Linked DNA regions of Mus musculus: region 2 is linked to region 1. Evidence: chromatin contacts called from public Hi-C data. All regions are on one chromosome and are shown on one strand. The core of a region is the stretch at or near the end of the contact, and the rest is flanking DNA. Distances in the headings are between cores, read along the strand shown. Region 1 holds the start of Tcf12 (transcription factor 12). Region 2 has its middle 37 kb from the start of Gm27188.

Region 1 (6,563 bases), core at 2,517-5,016:
TGTAACTTGTATGACAAATATTTGTGAGACCCAGCCCTGCAGAGTGCTGGCAATGCCAGTGCCATGCCTGCAGTCCACCAGAAGGTTTCCTATCAGAAGTCATTCTTAATATCTAAAAATAAGTCAATTGCATTCTCTCAGCAAGTTTCTAGTGCTCCTGTCCTGATCAATGCCCAGGTAAATATGTTTTCCACAACTTGATTGGAAGCTAACAGTATAAAATAGCAATCAAGAGTCACAGAACACACCAGGCGCCCGCCTATTATGTCTTACAATAGGTAAATCTAAAAGTTTGTGACAACAAACTCTTAGTAGTTGTAAAATCAAGAAGTCCTCTAAATGCTAAGAGAGGTATGGCATACAGCCACTTCTTTACAAATAATTTTCTACCTCTTTCCTAAAAAGCAGAAATGTTCCAGTGATTACCAGCAAAAGGAGAGATGGTGGAAGAGCTGGACTCTGGCGAGTATTTCCTCAAGAACACTACAACTAGCCTTTAGGTTACATGCAATCAAATTGCTTTTATTTTCCTCTTTGATTTGTTAAATGACATGCTTCAGTGTCATAGTTAAAAATGGAGTTCAGCTAAACTGATGTGTGATTTTCAACAGAAACATTTTTCTAAACATGAAGTAGAAGTAGAATAAAATGTTAAGCCAGTTATAAAATTAAGCTAATTTCCAGGCTTTCTGCTCTCACAGCCCTCTGGAAAGCAGCTATGATTTTGCTAGGGTAAACGAGAAGCACTGCTCTAGTGAGCAGTGACTGAGCGGCTCCTGCCCAGACACACTACAGCCAGTTTTCTCAGGACCATGCTCTCAATGCTCTTCTCCCCATCTCTTGGACACTGAAGAATAAGTTGAAATGAAACAAATTAAACTTCTGTATCCCTGCTCTGGAATACTTACTTTTAAATTGTAAGTTTTTTTTTTTAAAGTGGGACACTATTTAGTAATATGACATAGTTTACCAAAAGCAAGCAAATTTAACATTAATAATATTGCTTAGGAATCTAACTTTAAAAAATATCCTAATATAATTTGATTACAGGACAAAAATTTGGCCCTATGTCATTTAAAATAAGACCTTATTTTAATATAGAATTATCATTTTAAATTAATATCCACAAAATTACTTATTTCCTACAGTGTAAAACCCATTTTTTAAAATAAATACAACTTATTAATTATTGTTTGACTCAATTCTACTTTTTATGCACATAGATTAAACAATACTTTTATCCATTTTAGAGCCTAGGATTTAATAACACTAATGATCTGAAGATATATTAAATGTCTGCATATATAAAAGGAACACCCGTGAACCACAAAGCTTTCTTCAAGCACTTTTCTAAATACAGTCATGACACAATCCATCATGCTCAAGACAATTTTCAATCTTAACATTCACAAAAAGAGCAACTTTAAGTCCATGCTAAAATTCTTTAAAACATCCAAGCAATCTTCAGAACAACTCTCCAAGTTTGAGGCGCTAGTAGTTTATAATTGTAACCGGACAGTGTAAAAAAATGGTGTGGCAGGCACTAAAATGCTTTATAGACTTTTCTACTAAAATATGTCAGTGCTCTGAAATAGAAATTTCTGATTTTCAACATCGTCTTACCTGACCCGCTGAACTGACTACTTCCCAGTGTTGTTGGTCTCGTTTTCCCACTATTAACAGGTGGAGAAAACATCTGCAAAATAACCCAAATGTACCTATTAATCTTAAAATTCTTCTATATTCCTTGCAAAGAAAAGTTCACCAAGTGTCATCAATTAGGTTCCTAATTTTCATAGAGAATTTGAAATAAAAATGGAAGACCCATTCAGACCAAGGCTGGCAATAACAAGTGATATTATTTACTAATATTGCTTGAGAGAACCGGTGACATTTGCTATGAAAACCCAGCCACAGGCAAGATTACAAGATAATTAAGTTTAAACAGTAAATTTTTACCCATGATCTTCACTTTGGCCCTAAGTGATTCTCATTACATTAACATTACTTAATAAGCACTTGCAATCAGAATCATGTCCGATGAAATTACCACATACAGGAAAGATAATAACAGTTCTAATACAGCAGGTATTGGCCCTGCCTTCTAGGAGCAGTTAACGTTGAAATTCAATCCATTAGTAAGAAATAAGGGCAATGGGCTCTATAGCTTCACCTTTTATTTTTAAATCATTTTCCATATTACATATGCAGACGGCATATGTATACTTAAAGCAGTCAGCTCACAAGGCTGGGAATTCTAGCGCTGGGGTTGGCTTTTTTGAAGCTGGCATCTCTCAGGTACCACAGGCTAAATGAAGTCGTGGGGAGGGAAATGCTGAGAAGTCTTCAGGAAAAAAAATATTTTTTTTCTTTCATATAAAGTCTAAAATCTCTAATAATTATCAGAAGGGAGTGACTCAACCAGAGCTCATGATTACATTGTTCTTCTTTTAACTAGTTAAATCAAATGACCCCTCTGGCATTAAAGTTTGAAATCTGCAAGTCTAGACATTACATCAAAGTTCAGGTGTCCAACTTGGGGGAGCTGGACTCCAGCCCTGAGAACTAGCGCTGAAAAGCAGATGGAGTTGCCCGCTGCCATGTCGCTTTCCCCCCTTTTCTCTCTTGCTCCCGATCTCGGGAAACCTCAGCAGAACCCCAAGATGCGGAGGAAAGCTCTCATACCGCACTGAAGTCCAGCAGGTCGCTCAGCTCCTTGTCGGTCCCTATCGCGGCCATGCGCTGCTGCTGGGGATTCATCTTCAGCCACTTCTAGCAGGTCCTAAGGCAGAGAAGACAGGCTGAGCCGCGGACACCCGGACGCTCGACGTGAGAAGGAGAGAGAGGGAGAGAGAGAGAGAGAGAGAGAGAGAGAGAGAGAGAGAGAGAGAGAGAGAGAGAGAGAGAGAGGCAGCGCTCGGGGTGGGGGGCGCCGAGCGACACGCCAGATCCCCACGCATACCCGAAGGACAGTGACGGAAGCCGCTCCGACACGGGAGCCCACGCGTGGCTCCGTGGCTCCCGCAAGTTTCCAAGGTGGCTCGGCTTCGGGGTGCCCCCGGGGAGGAGTACGGAGCGAGCCCGCGCCCAGCGAGGGAGCGAGAAAGCGGCGGCGACCCGGAGACCAAGTGACTCACTCGCTCAGCAACAATAGAGCTGACAAGTTGCGGGGAGCGCGCCGCTCGCAGGCCCGCGTCTGCGGCCCGGACGTCCCCAGCGGGGGTCCCCGGCTTGGTTGAGAGCGCCCCACGCGCGTCCGCGCCCCGCAAACTCCCGCCCGGCCTCCACCTCCCACTTGGGCCGCCCTGCCCCGGACTCGCGGAACAATGAGGCGGGCTCGGCGGCTCCCCGGCCCCGAGCGCCGAGCCCCGAGCGCCGCGCAGGCCGAGCGCCGCTGCCCGGGCCTGGACCCCGCAGCTCGCGCCTCCGCCCCGCCGCGCGCCGCAACTTGGACGCGGCCCCGGGCTCCGCGCCGTACAAAGGGACCTGAGTTCCGCACGTCCCGCCCGCCGCCCGCGGTTACCTGCCGCCCGGGCTCCGCATCCAACCTTCCCGATTAAAGTTCACTTTGGCCGGGAGCGCGGGCTCAGGCTTTCCCCCTCCCCACGCGCCGCCGGCGGCTGCGTTGCCTCGGGCCCCCGCGAGTGCTTGAGTCGGCGCGACTCGGGCGGCTCTCGGGCTTAGCCGCCCGTGGCTCCCCGGGCGGGCTGGCTGTCCCCCCGATAGAACTTGTGGGTCTCCTCAGGCGGACATTTTTTTTTTTTTCCGCTGAGGCGGCCTCAGCACCGAGCTCCGCTCGCCTCCGGATCCCTCCGCGCCTCAAGCGCGTCGGCTTAACCCCTCGCTGCCCGGCGCGCTCCCGCCTCCCGCGCCGAGGAAGTGGGACCGCGGAGGGGGCGGGGAGGCACGGGGCGGGGCGGAGCGGCGGACGGACAAAGCCCACGGCGGGCGGCGGCCGTCTCCTCAAGCTCACTGCGCCCCGAAGTGCCGCGACGGGGACGCAGCTGGGCAGCATCTGGATCTGCCACCCGCAGCCATTCCGGAGCTCAGCCACGCCGGACGCGGGAGGCGAGGCCGGCTGTGGAGCCGCAGCTGTGGTGGGCGGACTCTGTGGGAAAAGCGCAAAGCCCCTCACGCCGCGCTCATCAGCTTGCTCACCTGAGCGTGCCGTCCCACCTGAGCCCCGCGCTGCAACACCAAGTTCTGGGAAAGGATTGCGCCTGGCCTTTGCTGTAACCAGAGAGACAGCCCCAGGAAGTTAAGTCTTGATGAGCAAGTTCCGAACTTGGCCTGAAGAAGCCCCAAAGAAAAAGGGGAAAAATTCGGCCTTGGAAGTTAAGGTTTACTTGAGGGGAAGCTAAGGTGATTGTGTTGAGGTCTGCGAGCACAGAGAAGACCAGCCAGGCCCAAGCAGAAGAAACACTCGAGACAAGCATCCAAAGAAACGAATTGAAGACAGTGGCCAACTCTTGAGTATCCTGACTGTAAGAAGGAGCCGTTGGCCTCAGAAGTTCATATAAAGAAGATAGTTAAATGTGCCATTGCTGTACTTACTGCAACCAGAGCTGTCCAACCAGAGAAGCAAATTAAGGTTTATATGTGGGACCTCCGTATAGACCATTCCAGAACTAATGGTAGCCTACTCACCCCCAAAGCCAGTCCCACTTAGGTACATACATGCTTTGGCAACTTGTGGAGTGTGTCTCCATCCTAAACAAAGTAGCATGATTTCACCTAAAAAATGATAACGATCCCGTTTCCAACTAAGACTAGCGGATGGTTAACCCACATACAAATAGGCAATTTGCTGAAGTCTTTGAGAACATTTTTGCAAATGCTATAAAAAAAAAAAATGAATGTCATCTTCCAAACTCAAGATCTAGCCAGAGTAAATCAAACAGACAAGAAGAAAGTCTTCGCAAGGAGAGATCTGATCTTTGATGATGTTTCCAATATAAATCAAACAGTTCTGAGCCAAGTCTAGCATCATTGATTAAATGAACAGGGTTTGGTTATCCGTAATTTGGTGTATACAAAAGTGAGGCAAAAAGCAGTCACAGAACAACCAGGAAATTTGATTAGGTAACTGGTAAAGCCATATTTCTGTGGTACAATCTCTAGGGAAGATGCTGAGGTTTGGTCTTCTGCTATGCATTGTAATACTAACTACTGGCCTGGTTGCCCCCAGGGATGAGAGAATCTGCACTTAGGTAACCTTGTCCCCAAGTTATCCCTGATTGGTGAATAAAGATACCCACTGCCTATGAGCAGAAGAGAGATAGGCAGAGTTTTGGTTCTTGGGCTTGGGGTTCCCAGTCAGGAACCAGGAGGAGAGGGTAGTAGGTAGAGAGAAGAGAGCACACCATGGGGTAGGTGAATCATGAAAACATGGCCATGAGAGCTGGCCACTTGGAGTTAAGGACAGCCAGATGAAATGTGGCAAGTTACAACTCGGGGTTATTGATAGGGAAGTAGACATAATAGCTTAGAAGGTAGATATCTGACCAGATCTAGTACATTAAAGGGTCATTATAAATATAAAAGTTGTGTGTCTTTTGTCTGAGAATTGAATGATCAAAAGCAGAGTAGAAACCCCTGATTGAGATAAATAATTACTACAAGAAGAAGGGGTGGCATGAAACCATGCGAGATGTATGCTGTTTCCAAGGCAAAGGAGAGGCAGCTTATACTGCTCACACAGCTATTTTAGAGGACATCAGAGGATTCACTTTGAAAGTCTGACTGGGGAAGGTTTTCATATCTATTGTGGAAAATTCAATTTTATTTTGTGTGTTGTTTTGTCATTAGATTGTGAGTTCCTTGTGGGTTGGTACTGATAAGCACCTAGCATTGTATCCAGGATACTAGACTTGATGGTAACCTGAATTTATTTCTTCTGTTTTAAGCTATATCAAGTCATTCTATTATAGTTACTTAATATGTAAATATATTTCTGTACATGTGGCTTTATTTAAAAGAGAGCTAGAATTTTGAAATTAGAGGATGAAATTTTTTATACTTTCAAATGGTATCTGTGTGTTTCTAAATAAAGAAATAATATTCCCATCAATAATGGGCCAAATCTATTCCTGAAAAATATGGAAGACTCAATATTGAAAGTGGAGCTTTAGGGCTGGGTATATTGCATAACCCAAAGTGGGTTGATTTGTTTCTTGGGTTTGAGGGTGGGGGTGGTTGTTGTTGTTGTTGTATAATTTTGGGGTTGGTTAGTTGGTTGGTTTTGTTTTTACTTTTGTTTTTTGTCTTGGCCCCACCTGAGTCCTATCCCTAGGAAGTACATGGTTGAAGGAGATACCAAATCCCAAAGTTGTCCTTGGACTTCTATGTACATTCTATAGTATGTTGTTCATGCACTAACACACATACACACAAAGTAAATAAATGTAAAAAATATTTAATCTGAACTTTATAGCACTTATTACATTATTTATTGAGTATGCTGGATAGAGCTAGAATTCTATTGAGAATATGAGAAAGAACTAGCAACAAAAATCCTGTTAATTAACAGTAAGTACTAAGTTAATATCAATAAGTAAATATTG
Region 2 (6,504 bases), core at 3,430-5,929, 110 kb after region 1:
CTTGTTATTTTCCTGACAGTAAATTTATTATCCAAAATGCAAATATGATACAATACTTCCTTCTGTGTCATAGAAGCACCAAAGATACAGAATATGTGAGTGTAGTGAGAATTTTGGTTTCTTTGAAAAAACATAGAAATATTATGGGAATATGTTTTCATTTTAATCCCAGATGTGGGATATGGGGGATGTTTCAAATGGGCCACAGCAGTTGACTATGATTTGTCTAGTGCTCTAACAGGGGCATGATTTTTGTCAGCTGAAGATAGTTTCTTTTCTGCAATTGTGTGACATTTGGAATTCTGGGGACTTTTCAGAGGCTATACAAATGCTAAATAACCTAGAGGTGAGGTAGGGTGGGCTCTTGGTTCTTGGTTGTTTGCTGTTGGTTGCAGTTTGTTAAATAGTCCTATGCAAAGAAGAAATAAAAATAATATATTAGATATGCTGACATTGAAGATCAAAGTTACCCCAAGGAATTTTCCTAATCAACAGGAAGTAGTCTAAGGATAACATTGCCCTCTTTTCCTTTCTATCTTGTTTTTCTCTCCTATCTAGTGTTAGGGGGTTGCAAGAGTGGAAAAAGGGTGGAAAGAGGTGGAAGAAAGAAGAACCCACAAAATAGCAAAAAACAACTACATGTGAGTGTCTACTAATTTTGATGATATTTATAAATACTTAACAGATCTGAATTGTCAAAGGGAGAGAAAGTAATTTACTGAGTAGACTCATGTGTTAGGCATCAGGTTTCGAGATTTACAGCATTTGCCAAAGCAAGTCTACAAGGGAGAATTCCAGAAATAAAATTCAGGATATAAATCTTGAGTCTGTCTTGATAATGCAGACTCAGTGGTTCGGGTAGAGAATGTCTTCCTTCTTCAAGTGCTTGCTTTCCTGGTTTCTCAGTTCTATCAAGTGACTATTTGCTTAAAAATAGGAGAATATCATAATTTAACAGGCATCTGGATATGGCATTATTTCATTTCTACACATCCTACTTTAATTCTACCAACTCACTGAAGTCAAATTATCTACCTTAAACATAGATCTACTTATGACACTCATCTGTCTAGAAATGTCTGTGATTCTTCACTATCTGGTAATAAAACACTTCATTTTGTTCTAACTTCCAGATGTTTCACCCAGGCCATTGCCACAACCAGTCTTGTAGACTCTTTTTTTTTTTTTTTTTTAGATTTATTTATTATTGTATGTAAGTACACTGTAGCTGTCTTCAGACACCAGAAGAGGGTGACAGATCTTATTACAGATGGTTGTGAGCCACCATGTGGTTGCTAGGATTTGAACTCAGGACCTTCAGAAGAGCAGTCAGTGCTCTTAACCACTGAGCCATCTCTCTAGCCCCAGTCTTGTAGACTCTTATTAGCAGTGTTCTAGAGCCCAGATCAAGACTTTCTACAGCATTAACATATTTAAATATCAGTTGCTTTCAACAATATAGCTTAAATTTTTTTCCTGGGTCCAGCGAGATGGCTCAATGAATTAAGACACTCGCCACCAAACCTGATGCCCAGAGTTTAATGCCTAGGACCCAGCTGTAAAAGCAGAGAACCAGGTTATCCTGTGACTTCCACATATACATGGCAGCATATGTGCCTGCACAGACACACACACACAACACACACACACACACACAGAGGCACATGCACATACACATGCACAGGTGCACACACATACACACACACAAACACAATTCCCCTTGAGCCATCACAATGCTGTACTGTGATAACACACACAGGTACACACATACACACACACACAGTTCCCTTTGTTCCATCACAATGCTGCATTGTGATATTTAAAAAGTTTCATAATGTCATCACAATGCTGAACTGCATAATCACAACTGTGTACTCTTCAACCATGCTTTATTATGATGTCATAATGCTGAATAATATCATTGCAAGGCTCTATTGTGCCATTACAATCTCCCATTGTCCTCTCGAAATGCTACATCCTCATCATAATTTTCTAAGTGAAATCAGTTCTCCTGTCTTGCATATGCTCTGATATTATCATGTTATACTGTGAAATCATAACGGTCAGTGGTGACATCGCAACTCTGCACTGTGACATCACAGAGGTCCATTGCCACATTACACTGCTATACTGTGCTTTCCCAGTACTTCCTTTTTTCATCACTATGGCACACTGTGAACTCACAATAACCCATTGTGCCATCACACTGCTTTATGGTGACATCACAGTGATGCATCTTGACATCACAACACTCCTTTGTGACATCAACATGGTACACTGTGAGATCACAGTGATCATTGCACCATCACCCTGACTCACTGTCCCATAAGAACACTGCATCTGACATCACAATGCTTCAACCTGCCAGTATGTCATATTCTGGGGTAGCATGTTCTGAGCCTCAACAAGGTTAGATTTTATTCTAGAATTAGAAAGCAGCCACTAAAAACAAGGGATCTGTTGGGGGATTCTGCTAAAAATTCTTTCATCCACCTGCTCCTACTAAGGTCCCAATAGAAACAGCAGTATGACTCCCCCAAGTTCACTCTGGGGGGGGGCAGTGATTTTATTAGGGTTTACTGACAGAGGATTGGGTGAGGAGTGACAGGCAGGAGTGTGGTGACTTAAAGCAGCCACACTGGAAGGCCTGCACCCAGTGTGGATAATGACTCCCCCACAGCTGTGTAGAAGGCTCTAGTCTTTCCCCACCTATACACTCAGCCCATACTATCTATACACTGAGGCCACATGCAGAATTGCACACAACTGGTTAGAAGGGTTGGCTGATCGCTACAGTGAAAGTCCTATGACCCTGCTTGCCTTTTCTTCTAAGTCAACAAGACCACCTAGATAACCTTTTGTGCACAGACCCAGCCAAACTCCTGAAGATAGTGGCTGTGTGGCTAGGGACAGTCCTATACAACTGTGGAGTGTGAACAGTGGTATATAAGATTTGTCATCACAGGTAGGGAGCATGTCCTGAAGGGTGGAGGACCCATCTATGCCGCCATAGGAACAATGGTGCACATTCCCTTTCTCTTGTTGCAAACAAATACCTGAAAAGAAGCAGAATAAGGGGCAGAGCAGTGGTGGTGCACGCATTCGGTCCCAGGACTTGGGAGGTAGGGGCAGGTGGATCTCTGTGAGTTTGAGGCCAGCCTGGTCTACAGAGCTAATTCTGGGACATCCAAGACTACACAAACAAACCCTATCTCAAACCACCCTACCACCACCAGAAAAAGAAGCATACTAAGAGAAGAAGGAGGGTTTCGGCTTACAGTTTTCAGGGCTGCAGGGTACTGTGACAAAAAGAATTTGGAGTCAGAATCAAATACAAGAGATGAGCTACGCCACAGCATTCCAGCCAAGGATGGCTTTCTGGCGTGATGGGGTCCTGGAAGACTGTAATACAGCGAAGTGTAAGGCGGCCCGTAGCATTTAGGCTTGTGTAAGTGCACTCCACACAGTGTGCACAGAAACAAACCGAACTACACATTTCTAACTGTGACCCCATCTCTAAGGAACACGGGCTCCTTGTGTCTCAGTCTTCCCTCAGAGACCCTGACGATCCACTACCACTCTCAATGTCAGTTCTCTGTCTGTTACACAGACAGTAACACTGCCGATTCATAGAAAGGTGTGGAGGCAAATGGAGCCATATGTGCCGAAGCATGTTTATTCTGGGAAGCCCTGTTTTTACTTTGAAGTGCTAATGGAAATGTGGGGGAAGATCAGAAGATGTTGAAATCCCCGACTTTTGTTTGAATTTGTTGTTGTTGCTGTTAGGATACTCTTATACAGTCATCAGGAGCCAGGTATGATGTGCACGCTTTTAATCCCAGTACTCGGGAGGCAGAGGCAGGTCGATCTATGTGATTTGGAGGCCAGCCTGGTCTACAAAGCAAGTTCCAGGACAGCTAGGACTATTACACAGAGAAACTCTGTTTCAAAACAAAAACAAAAACAAAAACAAACACAAACAAATAGTCATCTCAGGAAAGAGTCAGATGGGTAAGATATCTATTAGGGGTGGGGAAGGCATGCCTGTAAAAGAGAAAGCACACAGAACAGTGGAAGAGAACACCTCTATAAAGATGCCATGAACGGAGAAGCAGAAGGAAGGACAGAGGAGCAAGTATCCCAAACCATCTCAGGACTCAGAAGGTTTGTGGGGTTCAAGGTGAATCTTTAAGCCAAAGTTGTCGGTTCAAGGAGTCTGCACACACACCCCACCCCACCCCCACCCCAATCCCCCGCTCCAACCAGGTTCAGTCACTGGCTGGATAAACTGGGTCTTAACCACAAATCCAGTGGTGGATCTGCAGGCCCTTCAGCTGGGGTTGTCAGTCAAGTCCGCCCCTTGTGGCAGGAGACTTGAGTGACATGTGTCCACAGGTGCCAGGCTATCCACTGGATCCTTCTCCTCCGCCAACACTGCCTTTCTGAGTGCCTCTCCTGTTTTGCCAAATTCCTTAGCAGCCCTGGGCCGCCCACAACGTCCTCAGCAGGAGTTGCACAGAGAAGCTAAAGTACTCCCCCACCCCCACCCACCCCCCCTTTTTTTTTTCTTTTTAGTTTTGTTTTTGAAACCAGGTCTTGTGTACTCCAGGCTGGCCTCAGACTCAGTATGTAGCCAAGGATAACCTGCAACTTCTGATTCTCCTGCCACCACCTCCCTAGTGCTAGGATTACAGGCGTGTTCTGCTCTGCCGGGTTTTACGGGGTGCTGGAGACGGAGCCCAGGACATACTAGAGAAACCCTTTACAAGCCAACCTCGTCTCTCACCCCTAACATACTCTCTTTCCTTGGCTTCAGGGAGGCTAGATGCCTTTGGTAACTCTTCAATTTCACAGAGTGGGAATCCTTGCTAACCCCTTCTTCTTGAAATCTCTGAAAGCCCCCAGAGCTGTTTTCTGCTTTTCTTTATCTGAGCTCATTCCTTTTTACCTCCTTCCACCCACGGCTTACAGTGCTGTGTGTAAGGCAATGGCTCTGTCTCTAGTTGGACCTTTCCCTGAGCTCCAGCCTGAAGAGGACACAGGTTTTTCTAGTAGTTAGAACTCTGATGAGGCTTTGCCTGATGGAACACTACCCACCTACCCACTCTTCTTGCAATCACAGAGAACAATTTTAAGGACAATAGTAGATCTCTCTCTCTCTCTCTTTCTCTCTCTCTCTCTCTCTCTCTCTCTCTCTCTCTCTCTCTCTCTCTCTCTCTCGTGTGTGTGTGTGTGTGTGTGTGTGTGTGTGTGTGTGTGTGTGTGTATAGAATGCAGACATGGACACGATCAATGAGGGAACTAACTCAGGGGGAGAGAATGATGTGACTCAAAGGACAGACCACATCCTGGAATATACACAGACTTAATTTATCACAGAACTAGGTGTCTATGGCCGAGTACCACAGAGGCATTAACAGTGCCCAGCAGAGCACAGCACACAGAATTGCTTCTTCACAGTGTTTAAGCTTCGATGAAAATTAAAAATGTATGTTTACCACGGAAATATGACCTGAAGAAGTTATTCGTTTAGCCAGAGGCCGGTGGGAGAAGGGGCGGCAGGGAAGCGGGAAGGAATTCGGGGAGCAGACACTTGCCGCACAGAAGTAAAGAACCAGTCTGCTCACAAAGCTCCAAGTGACATTTCAGACTGGGTTCCCGAGGGTGTTAGGAGGGGTGACATTTCAGACTGGGTTCCCGAGGGTGTTAGGAGGGAATCACTGTGCAAATCCCCTCGGAGCCTCCAAGCCCTCTGGCAGCAGCCATGGAAAGAGGGATCCTGTACTAATGTTCTAACCATTGTTCTTAAGCACGGTGGGCCAAAGTTCACGAAGCAATATCTGCATGTTTGCACGGAGCAGGAATGAATAATGCATGCAAATTCTGTGCTTTGGGTTCCCTTGTTTAGAAATCTGCCTTGCTTGATTTGTGTGTCCGTAATCTACTTAGGCAGAGACCTTTCCTTGTGTTCTAATATCAAATAGGCTTTAGCTTAGGCAGGTCTAATGGGACCTTGTCATTGGTGGAAGCTTAATAAGGTATCAGGAGATTGCAAGTAAATTTCATTAAGAGGCCATAATCTCTACCTCATGAAAAATTGTGTGTTTAAAAATATGGGGTCAAGATACTCCTGCAATCTGCCATGCAATAGCCTAGAAATACCCTGCAGGGTGACCTGTGTACTCCTAGTTGTGAAAGTACCAGTAAGCTCGGGAGCCCGGACAATCAAGGTATGCCTTGTCCAGCCTCTAAGAGCCGAGGAGAGGATAGCTAAAGTTTGGTAGAAAATTTAAAAGGTGTGCCAGTTGTCTTTGGCCAGTTGGTTTGTTTATTTTTTCTAGAGTTCTAAATGACCACTCCAGTGCTATGCAAGAACTAAGGTGTGGGCTGGATGGGGTGTGCACGCCTGCAATGCTCGCACCATGGAAGCTTAGGCGGAACAGTGAGTGAATCTGAGGCCAGCCTGGGTTACACAGGGACTTCCAGGTGAGCTTGTAATATATA

What was found. A called contact is a pair of places that touch in the nucleus more often than the background predicts.
Region 2: a Hi-C map of the C2C12 cell line shows a contact between it and region 1, with 1.9 times the contacts expected there. The contact joins the enhancer-like site here to the promoter of Tcf12 in region 1. A contact is called at or near these places in 6 of 39 promoter capture datasets (cranial neural crest, embryonic stem cells, frontonasal cranial neural crest and 3 more), 2 of 484 Hi-C or Micro-C datasets (the C2C12 cell line and myocytes), 3 of 115 datasets of contacts at active chromatin or transcription factors (the SCID.adh cell line, embryonic stem cells and forebrain) and 2 of 9 other capture datasets (adipose tissue and embryonic stem cells).

Annotation. Positions count from the first base shown.
Region 1 is chr9:72,108,053-72,114,615 of GRCm38.p6, forward strand. Tcf12 (transcription factor 12) reads right to left here and starts at 3,767. Exons shown (of 21, transcript NM_011544.3): 1 at 3,524-3,767; 2 at 2,686-2,782; 3 at 1,624-1,696. The coding sequence starts at 2,760.
Region 2 is chr9:72,213,097-72,219,600 of GRCm38.p6, forward strand. It overlaps a transcript of Gm27188 not described here. Among named protein-coding and RNA genes, the nearest start is that of Gm27188, 37 kb to the right of the region's middle. Within about 2 kb of position 4,680, at least 17 of the 459 cell types and tissues checked have an H3K27ac peak or open chromatin away from gene starts, as enhancers often do. A contact at or near this core is called in the C2C12 cell line and myocytes, where this site is marked.